Linked DNA regions of Anas platyrhynchos: region 1 is linked to region 2. The links are chromatin contacts, called in public Hi-C maps. All regions are on one chromosome and are shown on one strand. Each heading gives the region's core, a stretch centred on a gene start, on an enhancer-like site or on the middle of the called end of the contact. The rest is flanking DNA. Distances are from core to core; before and after follow the strand shown. Region 1 holds the start of SRP14 (signal recognition particle 14). Region 2 has its middle 25 kb from the start of BMF.

Evidence for each region. Hi-C and Micro-C count contacts between places; a contact is called where the count stands out from the background.
Region 1: a Hi-C map of subcutaneous adipose tissue shows a contact between it and region 2, with 4 times the contacts expected there. The contact joins the promoter of SRP14 here to the enhancer-like site in region 2. A contact is called at or near these places in 5 of 8 Hi-C or Micro-C datasets (F1 follicle, F5 follicle, skeletal muscle and 1 more).

What each region holds. Positions count from the first base shown.
Region 1 is chr5:38,592,445-38,600,015 of IASCAAS_PekinDuck_T2T, reverse strand. SRP14 (signal recognition particle 14) reads right to left here and starts at 3,677. Exons shown (of 5, transcript XM_038180161.2): 1 at 3,520-3,677; 2 at 3,324-3,396; 3 at 2,560-2,672; 4 at 1,374-1,406; 5 at 61-941. The coding sequence starts at 3,543. The coding sequence ends at 852. It overlaps LOC119717144 (a long non-coding RNA gene), which reads right to left. Exons shown (of 5, transcript XR_011809733.1): 5 at 4,700-7,571.
Region 2 is chr5:38,494,364-38,501,318 of IASCAAS_PekinDuck_T2T, reverse strand. No RefSeq gene overlaps it. Among named protein-coding and RNA genes, the nearest start is that of BMF, 25 kb to the left of the region's middle. Within about 2 kb of position 2,023, at least 4 of the 8 cell types and tissues checked have an H3K27ac peak or open chromatin away from gene starts, as enhancers often do. A contact at or near this core is called in F1 follicle and subcutaneous adipose tissue, where this site is marked.

The sequences.
Region 1 (7,571 bases), core at 2,428-4,927, 97 kb before region 2:
TCCTAACAGCACAGACAACTATCATGACCAAGACACATCACAGCAGTCATTACAACCAAATCCATTTCTCATTGTGTTTAATAGGAACAAGTAAGTATTCACCTTTTACATCTGCTCATATGAAGGAGCTACTTTAAGATGCGAGGATGGGGAAATCCAGATCCCTGAATACGTTGAAGGATGAAGTTTTAAAAAACAAACATTCAGGTGACATGAGCATTCTTAAGCTATGCCTGAAGGGACCGTGATGCAGAGTCCTGCACTGCCCCACCCTGAGCCAGGATCAGCACAGCTGGATGGGCACAGGATAAGGCAGAGCTGATGAGCTGAGAGCTCAAGCATGGGACTGGCTGCCTTCAAGGCATCTGCACTGCATCGGATAAACATGGCCCTCAAAATAAGACAGAAACAGGAAAGCTGCTGTTCCTGGATAATAGGTTGGCACCCACTTTCCCTAGTACTACCAAGACTTATCTTTGAAACTGGGCATCTGTCACAGAGACTCCTGTTCCAATCTCACTTTGCTCATGGTGCTGTGCACTTCTCTTTACCCTCTGTTATCCCCCAGATGGGTTTTACACCACCCACTTGCATAATACAAAACAAACAGCAGTATAAGTACAAAACTAGTTGGCAGACGAGTGTAAAGCTATTTTGGTATAACCCTGTAAATACTCCTGCCATACAACAATCCACAGAAAGCATCTCCTGCTTTCAGTTTAAACAAAAGTACTGATCACATCCCAGTATCCTGCTGGAAGGAAAACCAAAGACAAGTGGTAACTCAAAAAGAAATGGACTTTGCTTTGAGCAAGGGTCAAGTCTGTTGCAGTGATGGTCGGACACTTCTATCACTGTGTTGCTTTACTCTTCTTGTTTTTGCTTTTCTTGTCCTTTTTCTTCAAGCCATCCATGTTAGCTCTCAGCAAATTAGAATATGCCTGAAACAAAAATTAGAACTGTTAACAGAGCAAACACTTAAGTACCAATGTAGAGGCAACACTTCACCCATTGTTTGTGGATATCTATCTTCATTTTTTTGGCTCTCAGTTACTGGCCCTGAGCAGCCTGATCTCGTGGGTGGCATACCTGCCCACGGCAGGGGGTTGGAACTGGATGATCTTTAAAGTCCCTTCCAACCCGAGCCATTCTCCACATGCCTTCACGCTACTGCACTGGGAAACTATTGTTTCTAAGTCAATGCAGAAAGTTAGGTATGATAGAGTGCACACATTTGTGGAAAACAAAATCCAGTTCTAAAGTTAATCCGTGTCAGTTCAGCACTGATTCAGCTCAGTCACACCAATCCCCTGCGTCCTACTGACTACTCCCCAATAGGTACAGAAAAGGAAGATAAGGCACACAAAACTTACCATCTGGAATTTATTTACTTCCTTTGAGCTCACCTACAAAAGTAATACGAGATGTTAACCACAAACACAACAGCTTCAAAATTACAAACTAAAACATTAGTACTTGTTTTCCCACCAGGGACTATCTAATGTCTTTAGTAGCAGCTGGATCAGCCCATGACAGTCAGCAGTACCCAGGCTGTACTGACACGGCATAACACCTCACTGACTCAGAAAAGTGAGAAGACTCCACATTAGATTAAGCAAATCTGAAAGCTGTTCTCCCCAAATCTGTGTTTTCAAATGGGAAGGAGGTGAAGAAACATTCTATGGAAGGTTTTATTTCACTGTAGGGCCAGAACTTAATTGACGTCAGAATGCAAATCCTGGTATGAAACACTACAGCCCCGATCCTCCCCACTATTTCTCAAAGCAACATTTTTCCTTGGATTACTTCACTAAGAAGATCTGAAGTCAGCTAAAGCCTCTCTCAATCTCACATTCAAAGGAAACCCATCAGGCTCTCAACTTTTAAGGTTAACACCTCCTGAAATATAAACAGCTCTGTAAATAAGAAAGAAAACTGGGTGTGCTAAGTGAGTCTACCCCATGCCTGTCTATTACTGGCAAGAAACACAAATCCCTTTCCTATTGCTTCAAAGTCAGGGAACATTCTGTTGTTTGACGGGGTGCAATAACCTTCAGTAATTCCACTTCAGTAATTCCAAAAGCCGCCTCTGTCAGCCAAAGTTGACTGTGGGACCTTTCTTCTCCTTAGAGACACACCATTTGTCCTCACACTGCAGGTTCTGTCACTGTCCTCTTTCCTTCTGCCCACATTACCCTTGTCTCCAAAAGGAGCTTCCCCCTTCCCTCCCTCCAGTTCCACCTGACTGAGAACACAACAGCCACGGTTTCTGAAAACAGGCAGGGAACCTTCCTGCTTGTCTGGCAACACCATTTTGAAGCCAAATGCTGTGTACAAAAACAAAACCAAACAACTGTCCCATCTGCAACACGAACTGCAACTGCAACACTTTGGCATCCCGATTTCAGTTGTGCTTTTAGCTACCATACGGTTTCTCTGTAGAACTAAGGGGGCAATTCTCATGAAATCGATGCAACGACAAGCTTCACTTAAAACACGAGGTATTACATGAAAGCCAGGTAGGGCTGCTCATCATTCTAGCCCCAAGTTGTCACTTACCACTGTGCTGATTTTCTTCTTTCCATCCGTTGCTCTGAGAAGACACTTATTGTCTGCGGGTTCAAAGCTTTCTACGTGGCCTTTGCGCGGGACTGGTTTTGTTCGACCATCATCTGCATTGAAATACAGAGAATGTTTATTTGTATTTGGCTAGAAATTGTGGGATGCCTCCTGACTTGAGACATTAAAAATTGCTCACGAGGAAATCTGTAAAAATATCTGAAAATTTATGGCCATCTGAACTGAATTACTGTGAAACTGTTCACAGATCCCTTCATCTGTAATCCCATAAACTAGGGCTGCCTGGGCTACCTGACTAACCCAGCACAAACACACAAACCTGTACGCAGACACGCTGCGTGAACCGCATGTTTCAAATGCACTTCAACCTACAGCACTCAGCACAGAGCCATAGAAAAGCCCAGGCCGTGAGGAACCTCAGAGACCGCCTGGTTCAGCTCATCATGGGAGAAGCGGGGCCTAGGCAGGATTCCCTTAGCACCCCGTGTGGCTGAACCCTGTAAGCCTCAAAATGCTGGGGGGATCCACCACATCCCTGGGACACGGCAGCACCACCACAGCTCCCCACTGCAGCAGCCCGTGGATTTTCAGTTACCTCTTAGTAACCAGAACGCCTCCCTGCTCTGCGTGGTGCAGAGCAGCGCCTGCCTTTACGGCTCCCAGCCCCGCAGCAGAGGGGCCGTGTCGTGTCCCCCCCCCGCATTGAGCCCTTGGCGCCCGTCTCTGCCCCCCCCCCCACTCACACTTCTTCAGCGTGATGAAGACGCTCCCGGACGTGCGGCACTTCTGGAACAGCCGGGTCAGCTCGGTCAGGAACTGCAAGAGAAGGCGGCACAGCGGGGCCTCGCCTGGGGGCCCACACCGCGATAACGGCCCCCGGCCCGGGCCCGGCCCCCCCCCAGCGCCCCGACGCGGCCCCCTCTCCCCCCCCCCCGGCACCTGCTCGCTCTCCAGCAGCACCATCGCGCCCACCAGCTCCGCGCTCCGCCGCCGGCCCGGAAACGCCGCGCGCACGCACGCACGCACAGCACGCACAGCACGCACGCCCGGCCCCTGCGCACGCGCGGCGCCTCGAGGCTCCGCCCCCGCCCCGCCGCCGGGCAGCGCCACGTCAGCCCCGGGAGGGGGGGGCGGGGCCGGCCGGGGGCGGCCGTTAGTGGCCGTTAGTGGCCGTTAGGGCCGGGGGGGGCGGTGAGGAGCTGTGAGGGGCCGCAGGGGAGGCGGCGCAGCCCGGCTCGGCCCGGCCGCTCCCCGCGGCGTCCCCGCTGCCCCCGCGGCCGCTCGCTGCCCCCGCTTGGCAGCAGGGGGAGCTGTGGGCGCGCGCAGCGGGCGCCGGGCAGCGCTCAGCGGGTCCCGGCCACCGCCTCAGCAGGGCTGGCCCGGCCCCAGCGCCGCCCGCCCGCACCGCGCGTTTGTCCTTGTGTCTGTAGGGTTGCGTTGTATCAGACCCGAGCGAGGACAATGCGGGGGTGCTGCGGGTTTTTATGGGCAACTTGTGAAAGTAAAACAGAAATGGAAAAACTCAGCGCTTGCAACGTTCTCCCTTGGAAACTACCATGGGCACAGAAACTGGGAGCCCAAAGCCGTGCATTGCCAGTCATGGTCGCCAAAAGAGCAGATGGGTGGTCGTGTAGCTGAAGCATGGGCGCAAGAGCTCTCAACCAAATTCTGACCCTCAAATCCACCAGAGGATTCTTGCGTGGCCCCAAACCATTCTCCCCACTCTTCTGTAGGACAGCTCCTCTCTCCTAAAGATGAGAGAAGATAGAGAGTTTTTCTCCACACTTCATGCAATGAAACCCATTAACTCTTGTAGGATGAGCACCACGGAGTCTTTCTTCTACACAAAAATCTCAACCCGCTATTGGGAGCTCCTGCTGCTGCTGAGGTGTGCCTTTGGCACTGCAGACACAGTCCTGGCCAATCCAAGCCAGCGATCAAGGTAGCAGTAGCAGTGTAGCTACAGCATCTGGGACAGGGGCATTGGGCAGCTGCCTCCTGAGGTAGATTCCTTGAAGGAATCGGTGATACCAGGATTTCTGATAGCACTGTATGCTGGGAGAAACCACTGTGAGAACCTTTCTCTGAATACAGACAGACACTCCTAATTCAGGAAGGACAGTAAGTATTTCAGAGCAGACGAGCAAGAAAAACAAACCACAAGTGAGGAGACCACAGGTTCCAGACAAAGGGAATACAGAGAAGCAGGGGACAACTGTTCAAAATCTGTTGGAGATAGCATGTGTGTCTCCAGTGTGTGACAAATGACTTACTGTAGGTATCTAAAACATGAGAAGTTTTTAGAAATGTACGGTTTTGGAGAGCCTTTGTTTCACAATAGGTTATATACCAAGGTATGCAAACAGAGAGAGAGAGAGAAACTTCTACCAGAAGCTCTGACTGTTCGATTCCTCTTGACGTTGCTTGGTGTCAGTAAAACACAGATTACACAGCGAGGAGCCCTACCATCTCCTGTTGCACTCACAGATGTTCGCATACTGTAACTGTCAGTACTGTGCAATGCCACAGCTTCCAGCTTACAATTTCAATTTCTGCCTCTTCACAAGGTAGTGCTGGGATTGCTTTTGTACAAACTGAAAGGTTTTCCCTGTTAATAGAGGATTTTACTGTTATGATATAGAACTCTAGAGTTGTGTAAAGTTAACATTTTTAAAATCTACGTTTCATCAGCTTTTTTTTTTTTTTTTTTTTTTTTTTTTTTTTCTGAAAAGATTTGGGTCTCACTGCTAATAAAAGAAGCAGCTCCACTGACTTGCTGAATTTCTTTCCATAAGTGCAGCAGAGGATTTTTGTTGTTACTGTTAGCTTATCTTCCCGATCGTGGAGCTGTTTTTCAAGCCAGAATGTCACAATTTAATTAGGGGAGAAGCCTTCATCGCAACTTGCAAACAAGGTGAAAATGTAATATTTTTAACAATTCTTTTCCAAAAAATAGATGGAACAGGGAAATGCTGACATTGCTTTAACTTTGCCAAAGGCTGCCAACACTCGGAGGCAATAAGCTACTCAGCTGGTGAAAAAGTGCTGAACAAACACAGAAGGAGCTAAAGGGATACTCCCAATCATGATACACTTGCTTTTCACTTTATCTCCTGCCCCAGCGCAATACCTTTCCCCTCACCCTCTACCCCCAGCAAAAAATAAAAAATAAATAAAAGGAAAAAGACAAGACAGGTTGGATTAAAACAGTAGCAGGAGGAATTGGTGGATCCTAAGAGCTGGCAGGGGCACTAGTATTTTGTAACCTGATCTGTCATGTGACCAGAGCCAGGCAATAAAAATAAGTCTCCTACCAACCCTCCTGTTTGCTCAACTTTATTATATGGTGTCAGTAGAGAACTACTTTTTTTGGCAAAAATTTAGCAAATGAAGCCACCTGAATCATTAAATCCTGAAGGAAATCTGGCAGAGAACTGGAGGAGGTTGCTGCTGTGCTTCCAAGTTTTCCTGGAAGCAGGCTTGTACTGGAGAGAAACAGAGAAGGTGAAACCTCTGCTCTGCTCAGCGTGCAGGGAGGGGCAGGAAGCAGAAAAACAGGATTATCAGAAGCAAATTAAATTCTTGATCAACTTTAGAAGAAGTTGGCAAGGATCTATTTGAACGAGCTAGAAAAGATTACTGCTCGTTCTGGGCTATCTCACACACACACACTCAGCTGCCGCACACCGCAGCGCAGAAATGTAATAACATACTGCAAATTACAGTTTGCTGACCATGCTGCTCGAGATGAGTTAATAACAGATAATGGCCCACAGCTCACAAGTGGATCATTCTGGTAACTCACTTTGATCTGTGAGTTCAGGCATACCTCGTCACAGTGTAACTATGCGCAGCAAAAAGAGGCAGTACCACAGCAAAACCCCAGGAACACCACCACCCCTTTACCACCCTATCATTAGCACTGGAAAAACAGAGATGCACACCTCAGTGCCCTCCTAGCCTCACCAGATCAGAGATCAGTGGGCATAGGGAAAGTTTTCTGGGCCCAAAATTTAACAGCAGCTGGTTGGGCAGAAAGGCAGTTAACCCTGAAACAGCTGCCAAAATATCCCCAAGTTCTGTGCCAGGGAAATAAAGAAGAAAAATTCTAACAAGAGAAGTGAACACTTTTTCCTAGTGCTAAGTAGATTTCCAACACAGCAGTCAGCAGATGACCAAGGTACAGGCAAATGTCAGCCTGTAAAGAAGTAAAGGACATGCAGAGGGACAACAATCAGAGAGCTACTGAACACTATATAAGTACACAAAGTGGTATGATTTGCCTGATCAGCCAATAATAATGAAAAGGAAATTCTGAACATAGGTTCAGAACTAAACTGGACATTTCTGAAAGATCTTTCTGAGAGCAAGATATGCCACCAGGAAGCTGCTGAGGCAACAGTGAGGTCAACTTCCAGAGAGAAGCTCTCCATAAGAGACTGAAGGTCTTCTGTCATGTCTTAGGATCTAGTGCATGTGCCCTGAGCTTTATCCTAAACACCGCTATTCATCTTCGTGAATACCTCATATTTTATTTAATATTATTTTTTATTTCCATAGAATTGTTGTCACAGATAGGCTAAGTGTAACCCTGAATCCACCAAACACTGACTTTCATTGTGTAATAGCAACGTTAGCTGTGATTTATTGATTGTGAGGGAAACCAGGAAATAGATAAGTTTCTTGAAACTCTGATGCACCACATTACTATAGTAGCAAAAACCAAAGCCTATCTGCAGTGAGACACAAAAAGATTGTTTGCTGGAAAGGGACTTCATGGATTTGAAGTACCACCCAGATTTTGGAAAGCTTCTCTGTCAGGGAAGATAAGGGATGCATATTTACTGTATTATTAAGTGCCTGGGTTGAGCTCCCCGTTTATATTCTCCATGGACAAAATTATAGTAACTTGGTGGTTATACCTTATATTATTTTGTACTCTTAAAACTAGCATGTTACCAATTCTCAAGGCTGTGAAATAAAGTTTCAGT
Region 2 (6,955 bases), core at 774-3,273:
AGAAGGGCGGCAGCTGTGCGTGGCGGAGCAGCAGATACACCAGAGGAAGTGGCTGGATGCACGGCGAGGAGAAACAAGGGGCCGGGAGGCTGCAGAGTGGAGCAAGGCACAAGGGAGACAACAAAGGGAGTAATGGAGGCAGAGCAGGGAGCAGCAGACAAAAGCTGGAGAATGCAGAGAAAGCCAGGAGGAAAAGAGGCAGGAGCAGCAGGCACGCAGGATGGGAATGGTCGGTGGAAAACACGAGGAGCAGTCCTGAGAGTAAGCGGGCAGGGATGAGCAACAACAGCAAGGTCTCACGCCTTTGTCGTGAACTCGGTGGCCTTGGCTAAGCAAAGCTAGAAGGTGTAAGGGACAGAGACAAAGAGATCAGATTTTTTGGTGACGTTATTTAACAAATCTCTTGTCCTAGGACACTTTGTGCAGTTTTCTCCTTTCTTGGCAAAGCCAAGGATGGACAGTCTAGAAAAGTCACAAGCCCAGCATTTTAGGGCCACAGAACATGAAGGATAGGCACAGGCAACATCCTGTCTTCTTGCTGGTATTTGCTTGATGATATGAACCGGAGGAGCCTGTCAGTGTTAATATTGCACCATTGTTTATTGGCTACTAACTATTTTTTGTTCTGAAATTCCACATGTTCAGTGACATTTCATTCCTCCCACAGGAGTGAACTCCCCACTAAGCAAATCCTATTATAATATAAATTAGCTGAGGTTCTTCAGCCATCCCTACCACATGCTCTATTAAAATTCATCATAGTCGCATGGTGTTCAATGACCTCTCAGAAGCTCTTCACTGGTTCAAAGAAGGAAATTCCCATCTTGGTTTCTTTCACCATAATGTCATTAGTTTCCTTTAGTCTAAAGCAAGCTACTCTTTTAATTATGCTGAGGTCTGCTATGTAGTTTCTGTATAGACCCGCAACTCAGCAAGCAATGCATAACCTCCAGTTTCGGATGGTCTGCCAAAAACTTCACATGCTTACCTTTTCCCTGAGAGATTGGGAGAAGGGTGAAAAAATACAGGATCTTCCTGGGAGCAGGTGACACTTCGCGGGGCTAGAGCTGCCTCCGAGCCCTGACAGAATTTACCCTGGCTCCCAACCCAGACCATGCTTCTGCAGCCCTGCTCTGAACACTTACTTTTAATTCTTACAAATCTTTTCAAATGCCAATCCACAATGAATGTTGTGCACTGAATACAGGACTTGCCAACTTAATTTGAAGAAATTGCTGATAATGACAACATTAATTGCCTTCTCGTTCTGCTTTTTATCTTCGCTGTTAATCCTTTCTCAGAAAAGAAACCCTACTTGGATTACTAATGACAGTCTCTTTGTTCTCCCTATTTTTTTTGCTTTGTTTTGTTTTGTTTTTCTTAATTGCCCTGAGAGGACTATTTTAAAAGAATATTCATGACAGAAGTACAAGTTGGCAGCGATGTGATTAAAAGGAAAAGCCTTCTGTAATCTTATCTCTGGCGCGGTGACCAGGACCTTCAGAGTAAAGTAACTAAGCTGCCAGTTTCAAGGCTGGAAGAGTTTTGTGGTAGTTCAGCACAAATGGAAGCAATCTAATATAAATCTGCTGGAGCTACTGGTGCTTTTTTCACTCCAGATTTACGGCAGCGGAGTTCAGGATCTGATGGCCTAGTTTGTCGGCCACTTTCATGGAAGGACCTTGCAGCGACACAGATAAATTGGTGTTGTTGAAGGTAAAATTTGGGGTCTTTTTGAGGAACGGAGGGGTCGAGGCCTGGCAGCGAGGTGCTGCATGGTGCCTCGGCTCGGACCAGCTGAGCAGCACCAAGCAGCCCAAGCGTGCCCGTCCCCCTCAGCTCCCAGCAGAGGAACCCCCCAGCACCTTCCCAGCTGCGAATAAGAGGGGACCGCCACACAGCCCCCGAGGCCACCGCATCCCCGCTTCCCCCCCAGCCCGCACAGCGCCCGGGTGCGGGGCAAATCCCCACGGAGCCCGGGCAGCGGGGCCGGAGCATCTCTGCCCCGCAGCCAGAGGCAACAGTGCCGCTCGCCGGCGCCGGGAGGTGCAGCAGGGGCCGCAGCGCGGCTCCCGCTCCCGGGGACGTCCCGCAGCACAGGGGGGAGAGCCCGGGCAGGGGGCGTCGGGCAGGGCGACAGGGAGCTGCCCCCCGGGGGCAATGGAGAATGGGAAAAAAACCCAACCTCTATAGACAGGATGCTCCATTATTCCATGCTCTCAAATCGCCTGAGATCGCAACTGGTAAAGAGATAGCAGTGGTGTTAGAAGCATGCCACTAACAAATGCTTCCTGAAAAGCTGGATTTCAACGTGAGTCAAACTTACTGAGACATGCATCATATTTACATAATGCTTCACATTGCTTCTCACTCCAGAAAACGCCGTGTAACTTTCTCCTTAGCAGTTGCTTCATTCCAGCTGCTGAACCTGATCTGAAATCCTCAAAGCACTGCTATGCAGTTAGCACTTGAAAGAGCTGGTGTGTTGTTTCAGCAGGAATATGGTGTTTCACAGTACAACAAACCCTGTCCCTGATGCTACAATACCAAAGTCATCATAGATAGGACTGAGTTGACCCGCTATAATATCGCACCACTGATCAAACTGTTCTCTGCATTTTCATTCTTCCCTTGTGCCTTAAGTGACACCACTGGCATAATGCTCTTTCTGAAGAGTTACAGTGTGCTGGTGAGCTGCATTTTTGCACGGAGGCAATCACTTTTGATGAATGTAAATGATTTCAGCCGCCCAGGGCAGCAGGCTGGGTTGGAGCTGCATCTGGTGGCCAGCAAGGAAACTCCACAGCCACAGCAGCAGTGTGCTGGGGGACAGCACCCTCAAAGGGAAAGGAAAATTCACACTTAAAGAAGCAAAAGAGCAAACTTTGGTCAGGTGTTCGCCTCTGAGGATACAGGAATGCTTGCATTATAAAAACAATTAAAAGGAGACGTTAAAGCAGGGTTAAACCAGATGGGTTTTACTGAATGTTCACCACCTTTGCTGCAGTAGTTCCTTCACCTTAGCTTTACTGAGTATAACCAAGTAGCCAAGCCTTGTGTGAGGAGGCAGCAGGATGCAGGCAGCAGGTTTATGAGAGATCCGATGAACCCCAGGGATGGGGGACTTCTGGTTGCTGCTCTGACTGCATGTTCCTAGCCTTTGTTTCGTGTGCTCCTAAAATAATTGCCAAGTAGGGGACAGAAGCTATTTTAGGATCCTTGTGAATGCCACATCTTAAGTCAGGTAGCCAGCCTGACTGATGTCAAATGTGTTTACTGGAGAAAAAAAAGAAGTTCGGATCACAATAAGCCATATCAGGCACCACTCATCCAAAATGTAAGAAATGTAAGAATTCTGACCTCCTAACAAAGCTTTTTCAAACAATGCAAGGCAGTGTGTGGAAGACTTATCTCACTAACAAAATGCCATAAGTGCTCACTCAATGCTCACTAACTGTCAAACTTGCTTTCCTCAGAAAGGTTATCCTCATTTTCATGTTCTACATTTCATTTTGCTTAAAGTAACAATATTTGGTTATACAACTGGTAATTGTCATTGACCAAAGACAAGCAGAAACATTTGTATATAGATTGTGAATAAATACACATGGAATATATCTGTAGGAGTATGTATGTATACATATACGTACTGACACATCTAACATGACATGAGATTTTAAACTCTTTGGGGTGTTTTTTTTTATTATTATTATTTTTTAATGTATGATAAAAAGTAGCTTCATTTACTTAGATAGTAATGAATTACCATGCTGTGGCAGAGGGAATTAAAGCTAAGAGCACATTTACTATGGTAAGACTTCCCACAGACAGCAATTTCTCATAGACAATCCCTATCAGTTATATGAATATATAGCTTGTCTATTTTGTGAAATGAGACAATCACAAAAGTTTTGTCTCGGACACAATCCAGTACTGGCATAATAAGCATACAAACCCAGGATGTACAGGAAAGCCTCCATATAAAATGAGGTAAAACTTAAATCTTCTTTCATAAAAAACTGCTAGAGTCTCCATTTCTACTTCAGTATTGTTATTGTAAAGGTTAATAGGAATTATTTACATTCTTTGATCCAATGTGTAGGAAACTGATCCATGAGGGAGCTCTGAGCTTCAGTTCCAGGGCTGGGAATGTAACAAAAATCAGGAGTTACGCTACTAAATTGTATTAAATTCAATTGATTAAACTGAAAAGCAGTCTTGCTCCTGGCAGGGAGGATGGCCACTATAATGGAAACATATGCTTGGTGTACAGTGCAGTTCAAGAGGAAAGGGATGATCTGATTTGATTAAACTCTAGAGAAACAAGTATCCTGAATACGGAGTGAGATGGTCACCTTCAATTACTTCTGAGGGATGAGAACACTCTAAACTTTATTTCTCATTAGGCTGGCTAGACAACTTTCTGCTGTTTGTTCATTTCTTTAGCAAATTATACTTTAGTTGCATCATAGCCTGTGTGTCCGATGCAAGGTAAAGTGTTGCTAATCAGCAACAAAATCCTGACAAAACTGTCGTTGCAGCTCTCAAGTGCTTGTGGCTGCAAGGCATGGAGGTGCTTGGTGTGTCTCTGACCGTGCTTTGCTCTTGTAGCAGTTCCATGCTGTGACACCAAGCAGTACATCATTGTCCCAGATGGCTGGGTTTGCTTTGAAAGGAGAAATGGAACTGTAGGCAAGAAGGAAACTGGTATTCACCTCCAGTGATGACAACTGAGAAACCAGGGCTGCACCCACTTGAACCACAATCTGACACCTTTTTCTTTTTTTCTTATATTGCTAAACATTGAGATCAAGCAGACTCCAGATTTTGGGGAGAAATTATATAAACAGGAGTGATAACTTGCTTTCTCTTGGAACAGCATCAAACCCTTTGCGGATAAGACATCCAATTCACTGCAGCATGTGGCAAAGCATGACAATATCTTAGGCAGGACGTGTTCCAGTAAAGGTTACACATACATAGCTCAGATGAAAATCAAACCTTAATCTGCAATAATAACAAACCTTTAAAATACTATGATGTGATAGTGAATAAAAATTGTAGTCACTCCTTTCTCAGCAGAGTGACTATTTCCCAAGAATTTTACAGACAAATAACTTAAAAGTATAATGGTATTTTATGTAATACATAATCTACAACTTCTTGTTTAAATTGTGTTTTTTTTTTTTTGGGGGGGGGGGGTTGATTTTTGTGCTTTTTTGTTTGTTTTGTTTTTGTAAAAACTTTAGGCATATTGTAAAATGCTCATGTCAGCCACTTCTATCAAACTCAATCTAACTTGATAAACATCCTCATAAGGCCTCCTCATCAAATGGCATCCTATAACTTGCAGAGAAGTAGAAGATGTGGCTGAACACACACCAGCTGTGTTTACATCTAGGCTCCAATCCACAAGTTGATAAGGAACCAAAATATTCATTAACTTCAATGAGCACTTTCTGTCTTTAGAAGTGCATAATCAAAGCTGTATGAACTATGGCCCAGATTTTTCTCAGTGGTTTTATACATCTACCTTCCAGTCATATTTTATGATAAGTCCATCTATTTAAATCTTTTTAGTTGATTTGAAATGCTAAACCGTTAGATTTTACCTGATAAAGGATTAATAGTCATTAAACCATAGAGTAAACATTCAGTACTTTTGGTCATCCAACCACTGAGACCAGGCTGCTTGACAAGATGTGCTGATATATGTATGGAAAACGTGGAATCTGGATTCAACAGACAATTTGCATTATGATGATTTTTCTAATTTCAGTCTCTAACTTATCTTGAAATTGGTGCTGTTCTGTCTTGTCCTGTAAAGACGGAAAATAACAACAACAAAAAATCCATAGCTGGTATAAGTAGCTATTGGCTTGCTTTGGGGTCATTTTTGTTAGCGCTGAAACGGAACAAGATCTTCCAGATCTTCCAGGAGATCTTCAAGATCTTTTTGCAGATTGGAGATAAGATCTGAAAAAAAGATGGGACAAAACTGACAGACAAGCACTGTTTAAAAAAATCAAGAAAGAATAATAAACAACACTAATACAACTGGGGTTACCCCCCCTCCCAAAATGGCATTGTGCTGATTTGGATTTTACACTGAATGAAATTCTTTCTGCTATATTGCTCTAGTATTAAGATAGAGGTTTCAACAGGACAACAGTTCTTGTGTCCAGATTTGGGCACTCTTTTTACAAGACTTCCATGGATCACCTGGAAAAATCACAGAACGGTTTGGGTTGGAAGGGACCTTAAAGCCCACCCAGTTCCAACCTCCTGCCATGGGCAGGGACATCTCCCACCAGACCAGGTTGCCCAAAGCCCCATCCAGCCTGGCCTTGAACACCTCCAGGGATGGGGCATCCACAGTGTTGCAGGACTGCATCTGTCCCAAAGGCTGAGTTGCTGAGTAATGGACACAAAAGGCATATGGTGAAACTGTGTTCACCATATTGAGCACTTTCAGATATTTTAAATTGCAAATAAAACTTTCTTCTGTTATTTGTTTTGTACGTGTCACATACACAGAAATAGAGAATTTGTATTGGTATCTGTAAATATAGAAATTGAAAATGGTTTTATGACATATTTAAGGGATTAAAAACATTGGGACCAGTTTTTAACAGCAGATGTAATGCTGCCTTTTGCATCATCTAGCATGCTTACAGCAAGAGTAGTCAGGGGCTTCACTGCTGACAGAAATTGCAGTGACTCAGGGATGAGATGCCTGCCTCAAACTGAATATAAATGAAGAAGGTTGATTCATTACATATAGATAAATTTAGATTCAGTCTCTAAAATTAGTGTACTATACATTCAAACCCAAAGAAGAATATAATTGTGTATTCCTGATAAAATCAGAGCACTTTATCTAGAAAACTTTTTATTTTCAGTAAGAATACCATTATTTCTATTAATTAGGGAAGGGTTAAAAATATTTGGAAAC